2 separate regions of the Oryctolagus cuniculus genome follow, and region 2 is linked to region 1. A link is a contact called in public Hi-C data. All regions are on one chromosome and are shown on one strand. The core of a region is the stretch at or near the end of the contact, and the rest is flanking DNA. Distances in the headings are between cores, read along the strand shown. Region 1 overlaps LOC138845143 (a long non-coding RNA gene). Region 2 holds the start of LNPEP (leucyl and cystinyl aminopeptidase).

Region 1 (4,470 bases), core at 1,841-4,340:
TGATGGGAGGCCTAAGAGGGAGATATTTGGAGTAAGAGCTAGAGAACTTTCCAGTATAGCTTCTATTATTAATTGTAGGCTATTTCTGACTTTTCTTATGACTGATTCATCAGCTCTGTTCATCCTGTCTCCAAGCAGGTCTGACATATAATGCTATGTACAGCACAATGCCAATTAAATCCTGCAACTCTGTCTATACAGACACAGACACACACACACACACACACACACACACACCTGCATTTAAAATATACAGCTAACTCACTTGACAATAGTTCTCTTGGCTAGCAGGAGGTCATTGCTTTGCATATGAAGCTAAAATTCATCATGTAATAGCCATGAAAAGGATCAATGTTCTGCTCTTCCAGTGTAGACTTAATACAACCAAAATTTCCCATTTGTGAAAATTGTTCCAGGCACTTGGAATTCCTTTATATTTTCTGTTCCTGCTACCAAATCAAACAAATAAACATGCAAGGTTCCAGGTGACCCAGTCACATTCCTAGCCTCAGTTTCTGAATCTGCATCAGAAAATTAAGAAAGCTGGGGTCAAATTATTCTGACAGCTCCCTTTAATTCTCTCCTGGCCCACTCACCCTTTTCCTGACACTTGAGATTTCCTGTTCTCCACTCCGGCTCCCAGGTTTGCTTCTAAATTGAAACCCAAATCCCAAAGATTAAATTTGTGATTATGCAATGTCAGGAGGTGACTAGGTACAGAGGTTTGTTGGAGTCTCTGTCTACCTGTCCTGTCTGAAGATTGGAGCTGCTTTGCTGGCTCACAGGGAGGGCTAAAGTCTCTGGGAGCTTGGGTCCCTCGTGGAGACCCTTAGCCAGCAGTTCAGGAATAGGAAAGCCCAGATCCTTGCCTCAGCATGAAGACAGAGCATCCATTCCAGAGCTTCCTGTGGATGGAGCTGAGGCTGTGAATCCAGCTGACACTCCATCCTGTCCCTGTCCCCTTACTTCCTTCCCTGTCCTTCTGCCTCCACCTCTTACATATATATATATATTAAAGATTTATTTTATTTATGTGAAAGTCAGAGTTACACAGAGAGAGAAAGAGAGGCAGAGAGAGAGAGAGAGAGGTCTTCCATCCAATGGTTCACTCCCCAATTGGCTGCAATGGCCAGACCTGTGCTGATCTGAAGCCAGTAGCCAGGAGCTTCTTCCAGTCTCCCATGTGGGTGCAGGGGCCCAAGGACTTGGGCCATCTTCTACTGCTTTTTCAGGCCAGAGCAGAGAACTGGATCAGAATTGGAGCAACTGGGACTCGAACTGGCGCCCATATGTGATGCTGATACTGCAGGTAACAGTCCTACCCGCTACACCACAGCACTGGCCCCACCTCCACCTCCTCATCTTGGCAACAGGTTCCTAATAAATCCAGGTCTGCTTCCTGGGAACACGACCAAAGATAGCACACATATATCATTATTCAAATGTCTGAGCTCCATCAGGTGTGGAAACAGTTCTGCACTATTAATTTCCTGGCCAATTTTGAGGTCAGGTTGACTGTTGCTGAGCCTACTGCAGCCATGTACTGGTCTAGGGTCCTGGTAAAGTCACTGAATTCTCTGAGCCTCAACGTCCCTGTCTGACATAAGCGCCAAGGAAATAATGTAACTGGAGTGCCCAGCACAAGGCATCACTCATCACTGGCAGCCACTGAAGCTTTTACTCTCCTTTTAGTCAAAGGCAGAGCCGGGATTGACAAAGATTCTGCTTTGAGACATCAAATAAAGCATCTCCAGTTTTGGTAAGCTGTTTGCTGAAGGTACAAATTTATTTCTCTTCCTGGTTTCACTTTCCATTTGGTGGGACCAGGTCTTTTCACAGAATAATCCCAGTGATGGATAGGGAGCCAACCTAGGCACAGCTGGTTTTGCCTTGCTTTGATGAACCGTTGCTCAAAGCCAATTTTTCAATCAGGATAAGAGAGCAGACACATGGGACTATCCAACATGCCAAAGGTACTGCCACTTGCAGCTTTGAGGAATCATTTCCAACTGCAGCCTCAGACTTTGTGAGATTTTTTTCCTTTTATTATTTCCTTTGCTCACAGGATGTAAGCATCCACTTGTTTTTATTCATCTACATCTGATATCATTATCCCAATCCTTCCAGACTTTAGCGTCACTCTGTATGGGAGCATTGTTACATACAAAACCTTTCTCCCCCCAAGTAAAGTGCTTTATACAGTTTTTGTGTTCATATGGAAATGTTCTTTTAAATCCACGTTACTGAGGCTGGCATTGTGGCAGGTTAAGCTGCCACCTGCAGTGCTGGCATCCCATAGGAGCACTGGTCTGAGTCCTGGCTGCTCCACTTCTGATCCGGCTCTCTGCTAATGTACCTGGGAAAGCAGCAGAAAATAACCCAGGTGTTTGGGCCCCTGCCACCCACATGGGAGACCAGGATGGAATTCCAGACTCCTGGCTTTGGCCTGGCTCAACCCTGGCTGTTGTGGCCATTAAGCAGGTGAACCAGCAAATGGAAGATCCGTCTCTCTTTATTTCTCTCTCTCTCTCTCTCTCTGTTACTCTGCCTTTCAAATAAATAAATATTTTAAAAAGATAAAAATAAAATAAATCCATGTGTCTTGTCCAGGGATGAAATTCGGAATCACCCAGAACAGCACTTATCAAATGTAACGTTTAGATGAATTGTGTAAAGATCTTGTTAAAATTCTGGCAATGATTCCATAGGTCTTGGGGTGAAGCACAGAATTCTGCCTTTCTGACAGGCTCTTGGAAGCTGCTGGCCACTGCTGCTGCTGTTCCAGGAACCCCGTGTGTGTAGTAACAAAGGACCCAGGAGACGCCGTCAGACTCTACCCCCAGGAGATTCTGTGATGGAACTTAGAAACCACCTACCCTCTTCTAAGTCCCACAGTAAGTTCCTAACTATGCACAATGTCTACACACGTTTTTAATTGAAAGAGACCTTTGGGCCTGCATCTTGGGCTCCCAGCACAGAAAGATACTGTGAACCTGAGCCCCATTGGATGCTTCCTTGCTAATGATCTGCTTGCCGCTTGGGCTGCTGCACAACATGTGAGCTATTTCCCCATCACCGCTTGGAAAGTAGGACAAAAATAGAGGCTCTCTCGGCAGAGCCGCGAAGGGGGAGGGCCACAGAAGGCGGTGGAGCCAGCAGCAGCAGCAGGCAAGAGGCCCTGTGCCCGTTTTCCTCTCTGCCCTGCACAGGGATGGCCTCTGCGGAGGCAGGAGGGCAGTGAGCGTGATCCAGACACCGCAGTGCCCCAGATTTCCGTTAAATGCTGGGAAACACATTTGCTCTGGAACTGTGGCACACAGACCCAGGACAAAAGCGGGCACCCTCCCAGTGGCACCGTTTTCCCATGATCGAACAGCCAGCAACTTAATTCACCCCCTTGTTTCTGAGCGGTGATGATCTGCCGCCTGCACGCTGGTCTTCTGCTCCACAGCTTGTGCATTTAAGAGAGGACAATTTATCATGTCAGCCCTTTTCCTGGAAGTTTTTTATTAATATAATTTTTCATATGGCTAATCACAGGAGATGAAGCAAAAATACGGTTAGTCAGGTCTTTTAATTAAAATTGTGATTCAAATGTAAATTGTCATGGTCATTATTAGGATTTAACATTTCTAGCTTTGGAAGCCTCCAGTAACTCTCACATTTAAGAAAACTAAGAGAGGGGCCGGTGCTGTGGTTTAATATGGTAAGCATCCGCCTGCAGCACCAGAACCCCTTATGGGTGCCAGTTCATGTCCTGGCTTCTCCTCTTCTGATCCAGATCTCTGCTATGGCCTGGGAAAGCAGTGGAGGATGGCCCAAGTGCCTGGGTCCCTGCACCTGCTTGGGAGACCTGGAAGAAGTTCCTGGCTTTGGTTGGGCCCAGCTCTGACTGCTGCAGCCATTTGGGGAGTGAACCAGTAGATGGAAGAGCTTTCTCTCTGTCTCTCTGACTCTTTCTCTATAACTCTGCCTCTCAAGTAAATTGGATGGATGGAAGGAAGGAAAGAAGGAAAGAAGGAAAGAAGGAAGGAAGGAAGGATGGAAGGAAGGAAGGAAGGAAGGAAGGAAGGAAGGAAGGAAGGAAGAAAACTAAGAGAACTCTTTGAAAACACTGTATACAATCCTTGCATCTCTGTATTGCCTCAGTGGCCTGGAGCAGCTCTCAGCAAGAACCATTTTAACTTTCTACTCACATGGCTAGAACTAAAGTATGCTACAGTCACACTTTCTGGATAACTGTGGCAACATTAAAGAAGGGTTATGGACTGGTGGGAAGAAGTAACACGTAACCTGTTCCCAATTTGTTAAGAATACAGGACTTGCTGCAATGACAGCATCTCATATAGGTGTTGGTTCGAGTCCCGGCTGCTCCATTTCTGATCCAGCTCCCTGCTAATGCACCTAGGAAAGCAGCAGAAGATGGAAAAACTTCTTGGGCTCATGTACCCATGTGGGTGACCCAGATGA
Region 2 (4,277 bases), core at 930-3,429, 39 kb after region 1:
ACAGAAACATCAGATAGTGAGTCTGAAACTATGTTTCTTCCAGAAGGGCTTCAAGAAGTGAAACAACACAAAATGGAACAAAACTCACTATTAATCTTTCGAGGATAGGGTGGGATTCCGAAACACACTGATTTTGTTTACGGTTTTTACCTCCAGTAGAAAGCTACAGGTCTTTATTGTGTTTGTGTGGAGGAAGGAACGAGAGGGGTGGGAGGCAGGAGGTTAGCAATATTTACCTCTTTGATCTCAAAGGCGGGCCCCATCCACGTCTACGAAGCCTTTTTGCTACAACCTCTGCAGCCTTGCGGATTCAAAACAGAACGCAAGATGACGTGTTTCACACTTGAAAGCATGGCAGGCTGGCTTGCAGGTGAGGTGAGGTGAGGTGATTGAACACGGGGAGGCTTCAACCTCCGTGGCAAGAAGGGTTTTCACTGCGAAAGCGACTCCAGAGGCACGCAAAGCCTCTTCACGGAAGGAGCACACAGCGTGGGGTCCTGCCAGTACTACGTGGACTGAACACTGGTGCTCCAGCCCCTGGGGCTCCCTCCGCAGCGCCCCGGCGGGAGACGGTGTTTGTTCGGCCAGGGAGAGAGCAGCTTGCAGGAATCAACAGACACGGACCCTCCGGGCTCCGTCCACGCGAGACACTCCAGGGAAGCGTTTTCCACGTGGCAAGTGGACTGGAACTCGCAATAGCATTGCACGCATTTGTTTCAGCATTCGTCGCTGATTGCTCATCTGGACCTCACGAAGCCACCCTAAAACAGTGACACAGCCTTGCTGCTCTCGATCAGCTAGCCTTGTGGAGAGGGAGGTGGACGATAACCCGACACCACCACCTGAAGCCTTGTTTGAGTAAGCAGGGCTGTGGCGGACATCGCGCAGGGTGGACGCGCTCGTGGCGTGGTTAGAGAAAGGTTCTCTGCAGAGGTCAAATTGAAGCGAGACCCAAGCGCCACGAAGAATCGGGACAGTTCTTGCGCGAGGAGCGTGCACCGGGAACGGCGAGCCTGTGTTCCTCGCGTCCCAGAGCCGAGCAGGGGGTTTAGCTTTTATTCCACGTGCAATCGGTACGCACTGGAGGAATAAACTTCTCAAACCGGGGGTAGGAAGTGCACCATAATGAACGTTCTACAATGCAGTATCGTACTTGAAGGGGGCTTTGACACCGAATTTCTACGTCCCGTGGTGGTCAGCCACACAGGGCCACCTCGCCCCGTTTGCGCAGGCCGACTCCACCCTGGCCCCACGGCGGGCAGCTTCCGAGCGGCCGAGCGTGCGGCAGTTGACAGGCGCAGGGTCGTGCAGCCCGGGCCAAGACGCTGCAGGGGCTGAGGCTGAATGAGGGGCGGAAGCCGTCGCGGGGTGGCTCCGTCGCGCACCCTAGCCCTAGGACCGAACCCGCTGGCCCCGGCGCTCTTCCCCGCGCGCTCACGGGGCCAGCGGCCGTTCCGCCTCGGAGACTCGCGGGCGCTTCCTAATTTGGCGCTGCAAACAATAGTGGCTCCGGGCTACAGGCCACGGCGCGAGTGCTGGCGAGCGGGGCCGACGCAGGGAGCCGCTCGGGCCTAGCGCCGCGGGGCGCAGCACCCCGGGAACCGCTGGCGTCGACGGAGGGCTCGGCTCTAACGGGCCTGCTGCCCACGTCCTGCGGGGGGCCCCGCGGCCCGGTCCGACGGCCCGGCGCCGGGTTTTCCGCTGCGCCGACATCCCCGGGGCCGCGCCCTAAGGGACCGCGCCAGGGGATGCTCTGGGGCCCGGGGCCGCCCGGTCGCTGCGCGCGCTGGGAAGACCTAGGGTGCCCGCTCCGTCCCGCAGCCCGTGAACTCTGCGGTCCGGAGAGAGACCTTCGCCCGCAGGCTGCTGCTCTGCCCTCAGGCATCGACCCGTAAGGCACCTGCCCGGCGCGGTCTCCCCGCCATCCCATCATCACCCCGGCTTTACGTGCGGCGGGGAGCCCGATTTCACCGCCGCGGTTACTCTGGGTGTGTTTACTGCCTGCCTCTGGACTGTCCGCCCCTCAGGGGACCGACTGTGTTTTCCTGGCGCAGCACTGCGGTCCCCGCACCCAGGATCGCGCCGGACTGAGCCACCGAGCGCAGCCCCGCGCGTAGCGGAGCCGGCGACGTTACCTCCGGCCGCTGCGGAAGGGGCGGAGCGTCGCGCTGCCCCGCCCCCCGTCTGGGCGCGGAGCCCGCCCCCGGCGGAGCCGTCCTGGCAGCCTCCCGGGCTCCTGCTGCAGCCGTTGCGAAAACCCGGAACGGCGGATCCACGGCGCGGCGGAGCGGCGCCGCCCCTCGCGGCGCCTCCCCGACAGCCCTCGGAGGCCGCGCTGGGCATGCTCAGTCGGCAGGGCCCCTTCAGCCCTCGGAGTAGGAAGCTTGGGCGCTCGGGGTGTGAGGAGCCGCGGCGGGGGCAAAATGGAGCCCTTCGCCAATGGTGAGCGGGCGGCCCCGGGATGCCGCGTCTGGGCTCTCTGGGGAGGGCAGCGGCCGTGGTGAGACGCAGGGTCGGGCTGCTGTCGCCGCCGCCGCCGCCGCCAGTTCGGGCGAGGACTGAGGGGTGGCGAGAGGGCCGGGAAGGCGGCTGCAGGAGGCTCTGGGGATGGGCAGTGGCCCGCGCGCGGCCGGCGCTGGCCTGAAGGTCAGCGGGGCGGCCGGGACCCGCGCTCCGCGGCGTCGCCCCCCGGGGGACCGAGCCGCGAAGTTCGCACCGCTGCGCGCGGGGCGGGGGCGGTGAGGTACGACGCGGGAAAGTTGGCGGCCGGGCATTGCCCCCACTCCCCCGGGGAAGGCGGTGTGTGCCCCGACTCGCGTGCGGGATAAGGGGCACGCCGTGTTCGCGGCGGGACCCAACTTGTGTAGCCCGCTGGGAGCTGTCCCTGCCCCTTCGCCGGGGTGTCGGCGTGACTTTTCCTAATAGGGCGCGATGGGGGCGAGGGGCTTGGCAGGGTTCCTGAGGGGGGAGGAAGGGAAACTTGCGGACCGGCGCCCAGTCCGCGCGGTGGCCCGGGGCCGGCTGGCGCGCTGCGCGGGGCGCGCGCGAGGCTCCTCCCGGCGCTCCGGGTCCCCTGCAGCTCCTTCGAGGGAGAGCAGGGGTCCGCCACGGCGATATCACAGTGTGACAGGAGGCAGGACCCTGCATCCCGCTGCGGCTTGCTCCTGGCTGGGGGCGCCCGGTCCCGCCCCGGTGACAGCGAAGGCTTTTGTTTTGGGGCAGGTAGCGCCGGAGTCACCACCTCGGGGTGAGGTGTTTTTTACGGTTCTGCGGCGCTGGATGCCTCGGTTCCCTTGCAGGAACGCAAGTAGGAAGCGTGCCAGTGAGGGGATCCGCTGTCCAGTCTGCACGAGGCTTCCTGCGGGTGGAGGACCTCGTTAGCGGGAGCCAGGCTGGCCTTGAGTGGGTGGGTCTGTGGCAACCGAGACAGCCGCGGTCCACTGGATCCCAGGCCCTGGCCAGACTTTGCAGTGTGCTGTGCCTCACTCTTGCTATAACTGCTGGTTATGGTCTCCCTGTCCCTAATTCCTAAGGCTTTCTTCTGCTGGGTGTACTGTTTCATTAGGCTTAACGATGACAGCTTTAATTCTGCATTTTCTTCCTTTTCAGGTTCTATTTGTCATTCCTAAGGCTCCCTGAGCAGTCTGATAAAAAGTTACTCAGAGAATTAAGGAAGACTTGAGCCCAGAGAACAGAGAGGGGCCATCTAGTATATGTTAGTACACGTTATTAACTCCTTGCAAATGAATATGGCAAGACTTACTTTTTTGATACAGGATTCTTAAGTGTGAAATTTCACCTAAATTTTAAAAAAGAAGTCTCCAACAGGCTGAGCCACCCGTTTGGTCAAGATCAGCATTAGCTGATTTGCCGAACTCACCAGCAGAATCACAGTACCTTGTCAAGTCTTAGGATTGGAGGCTTTTCTCCTTTTGTACAATATGCTTTTCTAGAAGTGAATATTTGCAGATTTGTGTTGGAAAGGCAATGGGAAAAAAATCCCAGAGAAGAGAACATAAAAAGAAGCTCTGCTTCAGCTTTCATATAGGAAATTAGACTTATCCCTATCTGTCTTCCAGATTGTCAAGGTCCGTGCTAAAGGCAGTTTGGCAATGCATCATTTTAGTTAATGTCTAAATCACTGCTTGGAGCTCAGCAAGCTTCCTTTAACAGGGAAAATAGAAATTATGACATTTGAAGTTGACAAGAAATCAGATGCTGGCAACTTTAGTGGTGCTTTTCATGTTCAAGATGGACAGGATATTTCAAAATTTTTG

What was found. A called contact is a pair of places that touch in the nucleus more often than the background predicts.
Region 2: a Hi-C map of psoas muscle shows a contact between it and region 1, with 2.7 times the contacts expected there. The contact joins the promoter of LNPEP here to the enhancer-like site in region 1. A contact is called at or near these places in 2 of 6 Hi-C or Micro-C datasets (psoas muscle and an unstated tissue).

What each region holds. Positions count from the first base shown.
Region 1 is chr14:19,558,746-19,563,215 of mOryCun1.1, forward strand. All of the region lies in intron 2 of LOC138845143 (a long non-coding RNA gene), which reads right to left. LOC138845142 (a long non-coding RNA gene) reads left to right here. Exons shown (of 4, transcript XR_011381935.1): 3 at 2,747-2,894. Among named protein-coding and RNA genes, the nearest start is that of LNPEP, 40 kb to the right of the region's middle. Within about 2 kb of position 3,091, at least 3 of the 8 cell types and tissues checked have an H3K27ac peak or open chromatin away from gene starts, as enhancers often do.
Region 2 is chr14:19,599,129-19,603,405 of mOryCun1.1, forward strand. It overlaps LNPEP (leucyl and cystinyl aminopeptidase), which reads left to right and starts at 2,180. Exons shown (of 18, transcript XM_008261965.4): 1 at 2,180-2,442. The coding sequence starts at 2,424.